Regions from separate parts of the Mus musculus genome. Here all the other regions are linked to region 3. A link is a contact called in public HiChIP or PLAC-seq data. All regions are on one chromosome and are shown on one strand. The core of a region is the stretch at or near the end of the contact, and the rest is flanking DNA. Distances in the headings are between cores, read along the strand shown. Region 1 overlaps Nr1h4 (nuclear receptor subfamily 1, group H, member 4). Region 2 has its middle 20 kb from the start of Nr1h4. Region 3 overlaps 1500026H17Rik (RIKEN cDNA 1500026H17 gene).

Region 1 (4,596 bases), core at 1,986-4,485, 240 kb before region 3:
AGATAGTATTGGTGGGTTAGAAGAATTCCCATAATTGCACCATTTTCTGGGTGGGGAACGTGTTACTTTAAACAATATCAATAGATAATTCAAGATAGAGAATAAGATTAATAATGAACAAAGCATAGTTATGCCTCTGTTCAGAAGCATAAACAACCTCACTGAGTAAGTTGGCCAGAGTTCTTATGAATGGGTTTGGATTTACCTGAAGCACCCATTGCCTGCCATCCACTTATCAATAGGAGGGTCCCTTTTTTCAAACTTGGTATGTCAAATATGAAAGATTCCAGATATGGACCAAACCTCCTGACTTTCTCCTAGCCCACATCTGGATTCTCCATTTTCAGTGGTGGACATCCTTAGCACCCAGTTGTCCAGGCTGACATTCTGGTGTGCGGGCCTGTGGGTCTCACTGCTTCTCTTCACCCCAGGGTGCCTTACCTCCCGTAGCTCTTGGTACTGAGTGAGTATCACCCAGTCACCTCCCTTTATCTGGCATATAGCAACTGCTTTCTCATTCATCTCCCTGTCTTGTTTACCTCTCTTTAACCCATTCTCTACCCAGATAAATGACTGGCCCCCATGAACTTGAAATCCCATACATTCTCCTCACTTGTTCCACACCTTCAGAACCTTTCGATGGCTTCTGCCATATGCATGCTTTTCTTTTAAATGGGGACCTCCGCCTCTGTCACCATCAGGGACTGTAGCACACTGAGTCAGTATTTACCAGGTCCTAACGCGCACTACACTCCGTGACAGGTACATTTGGCCACTCCTTTCAATCCCGCTATGTCAAATACCAAAGACACCAGGGGAAACCCAAACCCTCTCCCCTTCCTCCAAATCCACTCATTTCCTGCTGTTTCTTCATCAAGTTTTCTAAACTCCCTCTAGACCAGCAGTTCTCTGCCTTCCTGAGGCTTCGAACTTTTAGTACAGTTCCTTGTGTTGTGGTGACCCCCACCACCACCATAAAATTATTTTGTCTCTACTTCAGAAATGTAATTTTTGCGACTGTTATGAACTGTAATGTGAATAGCTGCTACCCAGGCTATCTGCTATGCAATAGGCAGGTTAATAACTACTGTACTAGCTAGATACAGAAAAGTCAGTAAGCTGCCCAAAGAGACAGAGCTGGTGAGAGGCAGTGCCATGACTTGAGCCAAAGTTGGCAGGCTTTGACTCAGTTTCCCCTGCTTTTCCATCACACAGTTTCCCTCGGCAATCCCATTTTCCCAGTGTCTGTACACCCACGGCTGTCTCTGCTTGGAGCCCCCTCATTCCCTTTGAACTTTATTCTTGTTTATAATTTAAGACAACGTGTGTTGTCTTACTCTAATATTAGTTTGGAGCATGCACTACACATGGTCTCATTCCAGAAGAAGGACTGGTTAGGGAATCAAGGAGACAGGAGAGATATGACTAGCTGATGAGTGGAGATGAGGACCACACTCCCAAGATTGTGCCACCTGAGAATCCATTGCTTTCTTCCTTTCTAAGCCAAGTCTAGAGCCACAGAATTCTTGCTGAACAAATCAGAATAGGGTTGGACTCCCGATGCTTAAGAGTATGACTACCACCTTGTACACCTTATCAAGTCAGTTTGTCAGCAAGTGAAAGCCTCCCTTAGACGAGCTTGAAATCTCTTCCAAATTGAGTCCTTAGCCTCTCCCAGAGATTCAACACACCACACACCACTACCCTCTCCCCCCATCCTTTGATTATGTGTCTGACCCCAGTGGATTCTCTTAACAGCTAAGTCTTTGTTTAACAAGTGGGAGATTACATCACATGGAAGAGTGCCCTTTATCGAGCTGCTGCAGAACTACCCATGACCAGATGAGATACAACATTCAAGGACTGAAGCAGGAACCTGGGAATGCTGCCCAATGCTTCCAACATAGGGTTAGAGAATATGAGTCAACTCTTGACTTTGACATCTGACTCATACAGTATTGCATAAGAGAATACAGAGAGTATTTTCTTGCAAACCTGCAAACCTCCCAGTAAGCCCTCAACGGTGGGGCAGGCCTGTAATTCCATTTAACTGGGAGTCGGAGGGAGGAGGATAGCCCTGCCTAAGCTACAGAGCAAGTTCAAGGATAGCTGGCCACCCAGTGAGACCTGAAAGCTACTACAGAGATCTACAACTGGTCAAAGTGCAGAGTACATGACTGTGGAGAGCCGGGTCGCAGGTGTTACTTCTGCAACATCACCCCGGCACCTAAGGCTCAGGGAAATTACAAGTGCCAGGGGACCAGAGTGTCAGCTTTAAGATAGTGCCCCTAGATGTGTCAGGCACTACAGCCATGCCATCTGAACACTATGGCTGCCCACATGAGTTCTGCATAGTAATCAGTGGGTAAGCCAACATGGATGGGGGAAACTTCCCAAGTCTCCAGCCCTGGATGGAGAGTTGGGGGAAATCAATGGCTGGTAAGAGGGAGAATCCATTTTCTCCAGGAATGAGCCCCCTGATAGGCTATCTAATCCCACGTGGTCAGCCCTAAACCTATACACATAGGAGCAATACTGAATGGATGCAGTAGATATGAAAGAAGAGTTCTGGTGTTCAAGAGTGGAACACAGGAGGAGTTGGGGGAGGGGGTGATGTAAATACACTACTCGTGTATACAATTCTCAAAAAATTAAATAAGTAAAAATAAGTTTCCAAAAACAGTCAAAACAGAGCTGGGGCAAGCACTTGCCTAGGAAATGGTAGTTTCTGGGTCTAATCCTCAGTACCACAAAAATAAAAATGAACATTTACCATTGTTAAGCAGATGAATTGCATTAACAAATTAATTCATCGCGACCTCAGTCAGTTTTAGTCTAGATTAGATGTGTGTCCCTCTGCCTTTACAAAGATATTTTTTATTTGTTTGTTTTAGTTTCATGTGTGTTGGGGGCTGTGCCGCAGTGCCCATGGGAGTGGTGGTGGTGGTCAGGAAACAGCTCTTGGGAGTCAGTTCCTTCCACCGTGTGGGTCCTAGGGATCAAACGTAGGCCATCGGGCTCTGCAGCAAGAGCCACCTTGCCAGGCCAGTGTTGTGTGTGCACGCGTGTGCGTGTGTGCGTGTGTGTGTGTGTGTGTGTGTGTGTGTGTGTGTGTGTTTTACAAGAAAAAAATTCATATTTTGGTTTTGGACACAGGGCCTCTCTATGTAGCCCTGGCTGTCCTGGAACTCACTGTGTAAACCAGGCTGGCCTCTGCCACCCAAGGGTGGGGATTAAAGGCATGTGCCACACCCCAAGTGAAAAGATCATTTTTCTTCCTCCTGGGGGTGGTTATCTGATCAGTGACTTGCCTCAGGATTTTTCTGGACATTAAACCAAAACAAAGATTTGTAATTTTTCTTTCCTAAAAGGTAAAATATTCTATTTTACCTTTAAATTTTTAGTCGTCTTAGCTGTAAATCCCAGCACTTGAGAGACTGAGGTAGGGGGATGTTGAAGTCAATGGGTGGTCCAAGGCATGTAGCAAGACATCGTCTAAAGTCAAGGAAGGCCGTCTTCAGGCCCTTCCATATTCAGGGTCTGCACCCGTAGGGAAAGATCACCTAAAATGCACAGTTGGCCCACAACCTTACTTTATTCTGTGTTTAGAGAGAATCTCAGTAAATTCCTGAAAGTTTTTAACTTGCCGAACAGATTTCTGTGGAACAATTCATTTTTATTGAAATTTCTTCAAAATACATTTTAAGTTTGGAGGGGAGAGGGGTTTGAGACAGTGTCTCTCTGGGTAGCCTTGGCTGTCCTAGAATTCACTCTGTAGACCAAGCTGGCCTCAAACTCACAGTGATCCTCCTGCCTCTGCCTTTCGAGTGCTAGGATTAAAGGCATATGCCTCCAAACCTGGCGCATTTGAATTACCTGGTACGGCTAATCTGTTTCTAGCCAAAGCATATTCATGTTTTTACCAGTATGTGTGCACATGAGTACACTTTCTACTTCCCACTGCTGTATCTCCCATGTCAGCATCTGCATACATCATTAAATAGACTAAAGACTGGGTAAAGAAATGTCACAGAGAGGCGTGTCCTGTCTGGATGTATTTGTTAGAGAATTACCCATTCTGTTTGCCAGTGGCCACACATACTTTTGGTCACTTTGAAGGACTCAGCGTATGAATGAGCAATTTTGTTTTTATTATTTTGAATCACTGGCTTATTTATGAATGGCCAATTCGTCCCAGGAAGTGGCTTTCGAGAGTACTGATCTGTGAGCAAATGTCTCACGAAGCGAACGTAACTTGTTTCCTCGGAGCGTGTAAACCAGAGCACAAACGGCTAGAATGCAAAGCAGAATAAGCCCTGAGTTACGAAGTCACAAAAATACCGCTGTTTGCTTATGTGAGTATATACACATGCATGCCGCACATATGTGGAGATCACCGCACAGTGTCTAGGAGTGGGCTCATTCCCTCCACCTCCTTCGCTCCTGGGATCGAACTCAGACGATGAAGATTTTTGGCAAGCACCTTCACCTGCTGAACCATTTCACAGGTCCTGGGCCATCATTTTAAATGCCATGGGATTTAGAGATACTATCCAAATCAATGAAATCTGAAGATGTTCAGTATTTAGAATTCAT
Region 2 (4,746 bases), core at 1,241-3,740, 180 kb before region 3:
CTGTGAGTGGGGTCCAGGGGGCATCATTTGGAATGTAAGTAAATAAAATGATATATATAAATATAATAAGCATATAATATATATTATTTATTAATAACAAATATATATAATAAATATATATATAACAGCAAATGCCAAGACTATGTGAAATATCTAAATACATATCAACATTTTATAATAATATATTGAAATAAATATTATACATAAATTAAAATTTTATTCCTGGAAAAGAGAAACCTGGGGAATAAATTCTAAAGGGGTATGTGCCATTTGCTTTTATTGTGATAGGACATAGCATCGACTGGTAGCATGGACCCCCACTTTCCGTTTATCAATTTTTACTTATTTAGATAGTATGTGTCACAGGAAGTCTGTGGTAGAAATAGAGATTCCACTAGCATAAGCCATTTTTAAATGGAGACATTTAGTAGACGTTGTTCCAGTTATACAGCACTGGCTGGTGTAGAGCAACTGGGTCTTGGGAGATGCACATAAAACCTCATTGCATGTGTGGACTCTCTGTGTACACACAAAGGCAATGGTTAACACTGTCCTATGAACACAGATCTGTGGAACATAGACTGTGGTAGGTCATTTTTCTTTCTTTTTTTTTTTATTGGATATTTTCTTTATTTACATTTCAAATGTTATCCCCTTTCCTGGTTCCCTTCTACCCAGAAACCCCTTATCCCATCCTCCCTTCCCCTGCTTCTATGAGGGTGTTCCTCCACCTACCCACTCACTCCCTCCTCCCCGCCCTCAGTTCCCCTACACTGGAGCATCTATCAAGACTTCATAGGACCAAGGACCTCTCCTCCCATTGATGCACGACAAGGCAATCCTCTGCAACATATACAGCTGGAGCCATGTGTACTCCTTTGTTGATGGCTTAGTCCCTAGGAGCTCTCGGGGGACTGGTTGGTTGATATTGTTGTTCTTGGTAGGTCATTTTTCAAAGCTTAACTCATTGTTGTGACTTCGTGTTCAGAGGGAGCTCAAGATTCAGTGTAAAGGTATGTTGTTAAGGACAAAGAGAAATGAACCCTAGAAAAAGGATAATGTTTCCATCTGTCTCAATATTTACCCCATAGGTAAATAAACTCCAGAGTCCATTGACATGTCTTTTAGACATGAGTGAGCTCTAAAACTCTAACTTACTGACTCCTTCTCTTTCTGTCTGTCTTTTTGTCTTTCTCTCTCTGTCTCTGTCTCTGTCTCTGTCTCTCCCATACACACACACACACACACACACACACACACACACATACACCATTCAAGCAAATTGCATTAGTGTATACAATGCCGTCTTGAGCCAGAAGCTAATCCTGAAAATCCTCCCATAAATAACGAGTCTACTGCAACCCTTGAATGGGCTGTCACTGTGACTTAATTTTATGAATAGAATTGTAATACTTCTGAGGCTATTCCTGAAGAGTTCACTGAACTTCTATTTTTGCCCCCTTGGAATGCTAATATTTTGCCCCCTTGGAATGCTAATGTGAAGAAGAAAGAGTCTCGGATACAATGGTATCAGCCAACATCAAGTCCACAATGTGAAAGCAAAGACTTAGCTAACTTAACTTTGCACAGTTAAAAGTAGTCGCAAAATTCAACTCAGGCAAAAAACATGGAAAGGTACAGAATCAAGCCATTAAATTAAGGGATTCAAGGGTAACCTCGTATAAAAGCATATACAAACCCTTTCAGCAATATGACACATTGGCCATTGTCTTGTCTAGTAAGCATGTTCTTAAAGGAACTATATTCTTTTATAAAAGCGTCTCAATAGCAATTTCTGACTCAGGCACTCACTTACTCAGTCAATATACATTTATTGACTCTTTGTTAGACAGTCAGACATATAAAAGCCTCAAATCTATCATCATCATTATTATAACAGAAGAAAGCCCAGGTCCTAACAAGAGTATAAGTTGGGTGTTCATTGACCCAACTCATTAATTCTCTATTTTGTTCTAAGTTCGGATTTAGGTACTGGGAATACAGTGGTGGATAAAGCAAAAAGCTGGCTCACATTCCAACAGTAAATACACAGGTAAACAATAGTGATCATAATAAGATGAAAGAGATAAATATTGAGGGGCTATAAGTGGATACGAGTAGGTGACCAGAGAAGAGTTCTCTTAAAAGTGGATCTTTAGGGCTGGAGAGATGGCTCAGCAGTTAAGAGCATTGGCCATTCTTCCAGAGAAAACCGGGTTGAGTTCCCAGCACCCACATGGCAGCTCACACCTATCTGTAACTCCAGTTCCAAGGCTTCTGACACCCTCACACAGACGTACATGCAGGCAAAAGACCAATGAACACTAAATAAAAATAAATTATTTTTTAAAGTGGGCCTTGAAACCAAAGACAGTTATCTGTGAAGGGCAAGAAGCGTATGCTACACAAGGGAGAACTAAGACCTGGGAAGCATAGAGCAAGGTTACAAGCCTGAGCTTAGAGCGTTGGAAGGGAAATGCAGGTCCAGGAATGTGGGCATGAGTCACCCAGAGAAGGACTCTAGGAGATGAGGCCCGAGAACACAGCATTCCCATGGCTGAGGGAGTTTGGAATTTATCCCAAGGGGAAGTCTCTGGTGGTTTATCAGCAGGAGTGTGACTCAGAGAATGAGAGAAGTCTTTCAGAGAACAGAGGCTGGAGTCTAATATTGAAAGAGGGCTGGAGAGGTGGCTCGGGGGTTAAGAGCACTTGGTTGCCAGCACCCATACGGTGGTTCTCAAGTGTCTAGAATTCCAGTTCTAAGGGATCTAATGACATCTGCTGACTTACCTGGGTACCAGGCATACATGGGGTGCATGTAAGGAAATGAAAGAAAGGAGAGAGAGAGAGAGAGAGAGAGAGAGAGAGAGAGAGAGAGAGAGAGAGAGAGAGAGAGAGTATTAGACTGGGAGCACAGCATGTTGGAAGTGGGTAGAAGAAGTAAGAATTCTGAGCAACTTTAAACAGTGGAAGTCTGACCAGTTGAGAAATTGTAGCAGAAAAATCCATTACTGCTTCAGAGATGAAAACAAAGATTTCTATCTAGCATTATCCTTGGAAAAGGATTCCTCGTGGTAGCTTCAAATGGATACTACTTCAAAATTTACCAAAACTATTTGACAGACTAATGGGAAGTTACATTGTTATCTTTATAATATCATGGGTTAAGGACTAATTTTACTAAGAGATAAGTAGGGAAATAATAATTTTGGTGACATTAACACACAACACAGAAATTAAAAACACTATAAACAAAACTAAATTCTGAAACTGGAAGGTGATATTTTTAATGCACATAACCACCAAGCCATCAGAACAAACATTATATAAATAGTTCTTATAAATAAAATCAGGAGAGATTAAACAATCCAAGGCACAAATTGGCAAAGAGGAACTGACCAAAGGAGAAACACAAGTGCACAAAAACAAACAAACAAATAAATAAAAACCTAATTAGCAACTAGAAAAATTAAAACCTGGTATATAGCTAGGTACTGTTTTATTTATCAAGTTGTATAAAAAATTAAGTTTTATATGTATTCAAAGACAGGGAAAGCATGTGTATTGGATATTCTCACACACCACTGGTGGGAGTATGGTGTCTAGTCTCTCGGGGGAGCACTTTAGCAAAGCACATTAGACCAGACAACCATCCAATGTCTGATATGATCTAAAGCTCAGACAGGAGAAGGAACCCACATCCAACACTGCATGGGTGACCAAGAACCAGACTAGATAGCCCAGAAACCTAGGGTAAAATCAAATACTACTAGCCAAAAAATAAAAAAATTTTAAAAAAGTAAAAAACTCCTAGTGAGATTCTGCTATACTCATAGATCAACACTTCATCCAGTCATCACCAAGAGGTTTCCTCTGTATGGGAACAGGTGCAGAGACCCACAGCCAGTCGTTATGTGGAGAGAGAGTCTAAATGGGATTTCTTCATCAGATCCCTCCCCTCAGGTCTCAGAAACCTCTTGGAAGAGGGCACAGAAAGACTGTAAGAACCAGGGGGGATAGAGGACACGGGGAGAATAATGCCCTCTGAATCAGCTAAGCAAGGTGCACATGAATGAGCAAACACAAGGCCTACACGCATCTGAACCAGGTCCTCTGCATAAATTCTATAGCATTTAGTTTAGTATTTTATGGAACTCCTGACGGAACAAGTAGGGTTCTGACTCTTGTGCCTGCTCTTGGGACTTTTCTCATCCTGTTGGGTCTCTGTGTCCAACTTCAATGTGATAGCTTTGGCTTCATCTTATATTTTATTTTGTCACGTTTGGTTGTTAACACTTAGAAACCTGTTCTTTTCTAATGAGAGACAGAAAGGGAGTGGATACCGATGGGAGGGGAGGTAGGGAGGGGCTGGAGCAGTAGAGGGAGGGAAAACTGTAATCAGGTTATATATTATGAGAAAAGAATCTATTTTCAATAAAAGAACAAAAAAGATCCCGTGTTCAATCTAGAGTAACACACACAAAATAAATTAAAAATTTAAAAACAATAAAAGTAAAATTACTTTTAAAGAACTGTGCAGCATTTCTGTGCTGCTGGAGTGAAAATTAAAATCTCTACAGGAAAACAAAATATTTAAATAATTTGTGGTGGGAGGAGTTCTAGGTTCAAGGAAAACTGAGCAGGAAGCTCCCAGCTTCTCCCTTCTGCCATATAGACACAGATAACCCTCTGTCATCTGCATCCTCTACTAGAGTGCTATGTGCTTCATGAACCTACGTAGACATG
Region 3 (4,427 bases), core at 1,798-4,297:
ACAGTACATCCAGTTGGTCCTCAAACTCATCCCGTGGTCATTTCCCCAGTTCCAGAATGTATAATTAAGATAGATATACTTAGAAGTTGGCAAGATTCTCACATTGGTTCCCTGACCTGTGGAATGAGGGCTATTAGGGTTGGAAAGGCTAAATGGAAGCCTTTACAGCTACCTCTGCCAAAGAAAATAGTGAACCAAAAGCAGTACTGTATTCTTGGAGAAACTGCAGAAATTATCAGTGCCACCATCAAGGACTTGAAGGATTTGGGGATGGTGGTTCCCACCACATCTCCCATTAAATCTCCTATCTGGCCAGTGCAAAAGACAGATAGATCATGGAGAATGTCAAGTTGACTATCAAAAACTAAGGTAGTAACTCCAATTGCAACTGCTGTACCAGATGTAGTTTCCTTACTTGAGCAAATTAGTGTCTCCTGGTCTACAGAGCAGGTTTAAGGCCAGCACTAAGAACCCATTCCTAATGGATACTTTAAAAAATATAACCGAGAGTTACCTGGCAATATTTATCCCCAGGTAGTTTAATTATTTCAATTTCATCTCTTATTCAGTAATATTGTGAACTTGTTTCAATTCCACAATTGATTTTTATAAATTATCTCTATGCTTTATGTGGTATCTCTTTTCCATACATTTGGTTATTTAACATACGTGAGCATGGGTTGAAAATGCTCCTGATGGTGGTGGACCAGCCTGACTCCATCTTATTAGAAGCCATCTTATTACAATGTCGAAATAAATTCCCTCCTATTTTCTGTAAAAATTAAATTTTACCAGATCCTGATCCATTTTCAAGAATTTTTGACATTCTGGGGCTGGAGAGATGGCTCAGCGGTTAAGAGCACTGACTGCTCTTCCAAAGGTCCTGAGTTCAAATCCCAGCAACCACATGGTGGCTCACAGCCATCCATAATGAGATCTGAGACACTCCCTCTTCTGGAGTGTCTGAAGACAGCTACAGTGTACTTACATATAATAAATAAATAAATTTAAAAAAAAGAATTTGACATTCTTATAAGATGTTCTGCCAAATAATTTTGAAATATTTTTGCCAAGTTCCTATATAATCAAAAACCTTTGGACCCCCACCCCCACCCCACAGCCTTACAGTTTGGGGGCAGGGGCTAATATAAACCCCACCTTCTCCTATGTCTGATGCTAGTATCTCAGACCCACATCAGGGAGATAGCCCTGTCTGACAGAAACTAAGGCTTTCATAAATTGACCAAAGAATTTGGACAATGGTCTTTACTCTCTTCAGTGGGATTAACAATGGCTAGGACTCCTCTGCCCCTTCAGTTGTTCAATGGGAGGAGAGGCCCTTGGTATTGTGAAGGCCATATGCCCCAGGACAGGGGAATGCCAGGGCCAGGAAGCGGGAGTGGGTGGGTTGGGGAGCAGGGCAGAGGGAGGGTATAGGGGGCTTTGGGGATAGCATTTGAAATGTAAATAAAGAAAATATCTAATTAAAAAAAATGCTTTAGAGCTGGGAGTGGTGGCGCACGCCTTTAATCCCATCACTCGGGAGGCAGAGGCAGGCGGTTCGAGGCCAGTCAGGACTATACAGAGAAACCCTGTCTCAGAAAAAGAAAAAAAAAAGCCTTAAAATGAAAAAAAGAAAGAAAAGAAAAGAAAAATAGGTGCTGCTCAGAGATAACGCGGAGGCTTTTTAGTTGTTGACTTTTTTCAATTCGCTTCCCCAGTTCTACTTTGGGTATGAGAGGAGGGTGTTTTGTTTTGTTTTTGTTTTTGTTTTTGCTTTCTTTTGTAAGGTTTCACACTTGCCAACCCTTGACAGACAAGGAGTTTTGAGAAACAGAAGGGAGAGATGATTCTTTATCTTCACCAGTTGGCGTTTTAAAATTAAAATTAAATTAATATTAACCCCAGTATCTCTTTGATACAAAGGAAAAAAAAAAAAGGAAACTCATTAAGAATGTCAAAAGATACCACCCATAAGCTTTAAACTAACACTCCTGAGGCAAAACACTATAAATTTGTAAACACAAACTGTTGCCTGGTAGGGGTGGTGATTCTGAGAGGGAGGATAGTCTTCAAACATGTTTGTAGAATCTTGTTTTAAAATATGTTGTTATCTTTAAGAAGGAGTACAAGGTCTGGAGATATGGATCAGCAGTTAAGAGCACTGACTGCTCTTCCAGAGATCCTGAGTTCAAGTTTCCCCAACCACATGGTGGCCTTCAACCATCTGTAATGGGGATCCAATGCCCTCTTCTGGTGTGTATGGAGACAGCTACATATATACATATGTATATATCATATATACATATAAGGATCCACATGATCCTTTCAAATATACATATATTTTATATTATAAATATAACATTTAAAATAAGTGCAAGTTATTTGCTTCTGCTGAGTCATTTATGTTGTTAGCACTACACACTAAATACTTATGGAGGGTATAGTACATTTCCTTAAGTCCTTTTTCCCATTTCTTGCCTGAGCTCTCTGGACAAAATGGAAATTTCCCTTAGGGTAATATTATTTCAAGCTATTCTCTTGAGATAGGACTTAATGGCTGTGAATCACTGATGTAAACATGGAGGATCAGAGGGCTGGAGAGATGGCTCGACAGTTTGGAGCTCAACAGTTGCTCTTTCTGAGGACCTAGGTTCAGTTCCCAGCACCCACATGACAGTTTACAGCCATCTGTAACTCCATCTGTAACACCAGTTGCAGGGGATCTGATCCACTCTTGTGGACTCTTCGGATGACACCAGACACATATTCATGCACGTATATGGTACACATGCATACATGTAAGCATCACACACGTGCATGTAAAATAAATAAGACTTTTAAAAATTATTTCAGTAGATTTTTTTTTTAAAAAAGAAATAAATATTTTAAGATCATAAGTATCTAAAAATCACGATTTTGCTTACGCCCTCTTCTGGCGCTGGGAGTGGAGATTTTTGTGGTTTTCCTTCTTTCCTTCCCATTGTCTCAGCCCCTCCCCCACCCCTTTGCTCTTGTTTACTCTTGCTGTTTCCTGTCACACTGGTTGGTTCACCCTCTGGCCCCATTCTCTTAAAGTGGCATAGGTTACAGATTCAATTTCCCCTGAAAGTTACACAGAAAAAGAAAGCATTTTTGTCATCGCATTTTTTTGGTCCCTAGTCAAGAGGAAAATGGAGTTTAAAATGTAAGTGCTTAAAAAACTCACTGAATTGGTATCAGTTTCAATTTTTTATATGAAAGCTGTTTCATTTGTCTTGGGTTTGAGTGCTTAGATTCAAGCTCCTAATTAAAAGTATACAGACATGTATGAAAATTCCACAATGAAATCCATTACTTTGTATGCTAACTTTAAGGTCAACAAGGGAATGAGAGGCAGGTAAGGGTGCTTGCTGCACAGATGTGAATCCTCAGCTTCTACTTAAAAAGCCAAGTATGGGCCTAGAGAGTTGGCTCAGTGGTTTAGTGCACTAGCAGTTCTTCCAGAGGTTCTGAGTTCAATTCCCAGCACCCACAGGTTGGCTCATAACTGTGTTTAACTCTAGCTGCAGGGGATCCAATGCTCTCTTCTGGCCTCTAAAGGCACTGGGTGCACATATGCTACACAGAGATATATACATACACATAAAATACATTAAAAAATATTTTGGGCTGGAGAGATGGCTCAGTGGTTAAGAGCACTGACTGCTCTTCCAGAGGTTCTGAGTTCCATTCCCAGCAACCACATGGTGGCTCACAACCATCTGTAATGGGATCTGATGCCCTCTTTTGGTGTGTCTGAAGACAGCTACAGTGTACTCACACAAATAAAATAAATATATATATATATTTTTTAAAAAGCCGACTATGGCTGCACATAACTGAAATCCCAAGACTATTGCATATTGAGGTCTGGTCTTTTCTGTGTATTGCAATGCTAAATGCAGGCCCCCAAGACCTGGTTGCCCCAGAGACAAGAGAGTCCTCACGTAGACCCATGTGAAGCTATGTGACCTTGCCCCCACCCCCAAGTTATTTGGTGAATAAAGATGCTGACAGCTAATAGCTGGGCAGAAGAGACATAGATGGTGTACTGGCTAGTTTTGTGTCAACTCGACACAGCTGGAGTTACCACAGAGAAAGGAGCTTCAGTTGAGGAAATGCCTCCATGAGATCCAGCTGTAAGGCATTTTCTCAATTAGTGATCAAGGGGGAAAGGCCCCTTGTTGGTGGGACCATCTCTGGGCTGGTTAGTCTTGGTTCGATAAGAGAACAGGCTGAGCAAGCGAGGAGAGGCAAGCCAGTAAGTAACATCCCTCCATGGCCTCTGCATCAGCTCCTGCTTCCTGACCTGCTTGAGTTCCAGTCCTGACTTCCTTTGGTGATGAACAGCAGTATGGAAGTGTAAGCCAAATAAATCCTTTCCTCCCCAACTTGCTTCTTGGTCA

Evidence for each region. HiChIP or PLAC-seq counts read pairs in DNA pulled down with a chosen protein or histone mark.
Region 1: a contact with region 3 is called in a RAD21 HiChIP or PLAC-seq map of pro-B cells, with 2.9 times the contacts expected there. The contact joins two enhancer-like sites. A contact is called at or near these places in 4 of 15 datasets of contacts at CTCF or cohesin (CD8 T cells, the NIH/3T3 cell line and pro-B cells), 26 of 484 Hi-C or Micro-C datasets (the G1E-ER4 cell line, the HPC-7 cell line, Th1 cells and 15 more) and 5 of 115 datasets of contacts at active chromatin or transcription factors (the 230-238 cell line, bone marrow-derived macrophages, embryonic stem cells and 1 more).
Region 2: a FOXA1 HiChIP or PLAC-seq map of pancreatic cancer cells shows a contact between it and region 3. The contact joins two enhancer-like sites. A contact is called at or near these places in 5 of 39 promoter capture datasets (the 3T3-L1 cell line, the HPC-7 cell line, embryonic stem cells and 2 more) and 1 of 115 datasets of contacts at active chromatin or transcription factors (pancreatic cancer cells).

Annotation. Positions count from the first base shown.
Region 1 is chr10:89,457,041-89,461,636 of GRCm38.p6, forward strand. All of the region lies in intron 7 of Nr1h4 (nuclear receptor subfamily 1, group H, member 4), which reads right to left. Among named protein-coding and RNA genes, the nearest start is that of Gas2l3, 15 kb to the left of the region's middle. Within about 2 kb of position 3,236, at least 20 of the 459 cell types and tissues checked have an H3K27ac peak or open chromatin away from gene starts, as enhancers often do. A contact at or near this core is called in bone marrow-derived macrophages and pro-B cells, where this site is marked.
Region 2 is chr10:89,524,706-89,529,451 of GRCm38.p6, forward strand. It overlaps a transcript of Nr1h4 not described here. Among named protein-coding and RNA genes, the nearest start is that of Nr1h4, 20 kb to the left of the region's middle. Within about 2 kb of position 2,491, at least 75 of the 459 cell types and tissues checked have an H3K27ac peak or open chromatin away from gene starts, as enhancers often do. A contact at or near this core is called in pancreatic cancer cells, where this site is marked.
Region 3 is chr10:89,700,239-89,704,665 of GRCm38.p6, forward strand. It overlaps 1500026H17Rik (RIKEN cDNA 1500026H17 gene), which reads left to right. Exons shown (of 3, transcript NR_130956.1): 3 at 1-628. Among named protein-coding and RNA genes, the nearest start is that of 1500026H17Rik, 16 kb to the left of the region's middle. Within about 2 kb of position 3,048, at least 42 of the 459 cell types and tissues checked have an H3K27ac peak or open chromatin away from gene starts, as enhancers often do. A contact at or near this core is called in bone marrow-derived macrophages, pancreatic cancer cells and pro-B cells, where this site is marked.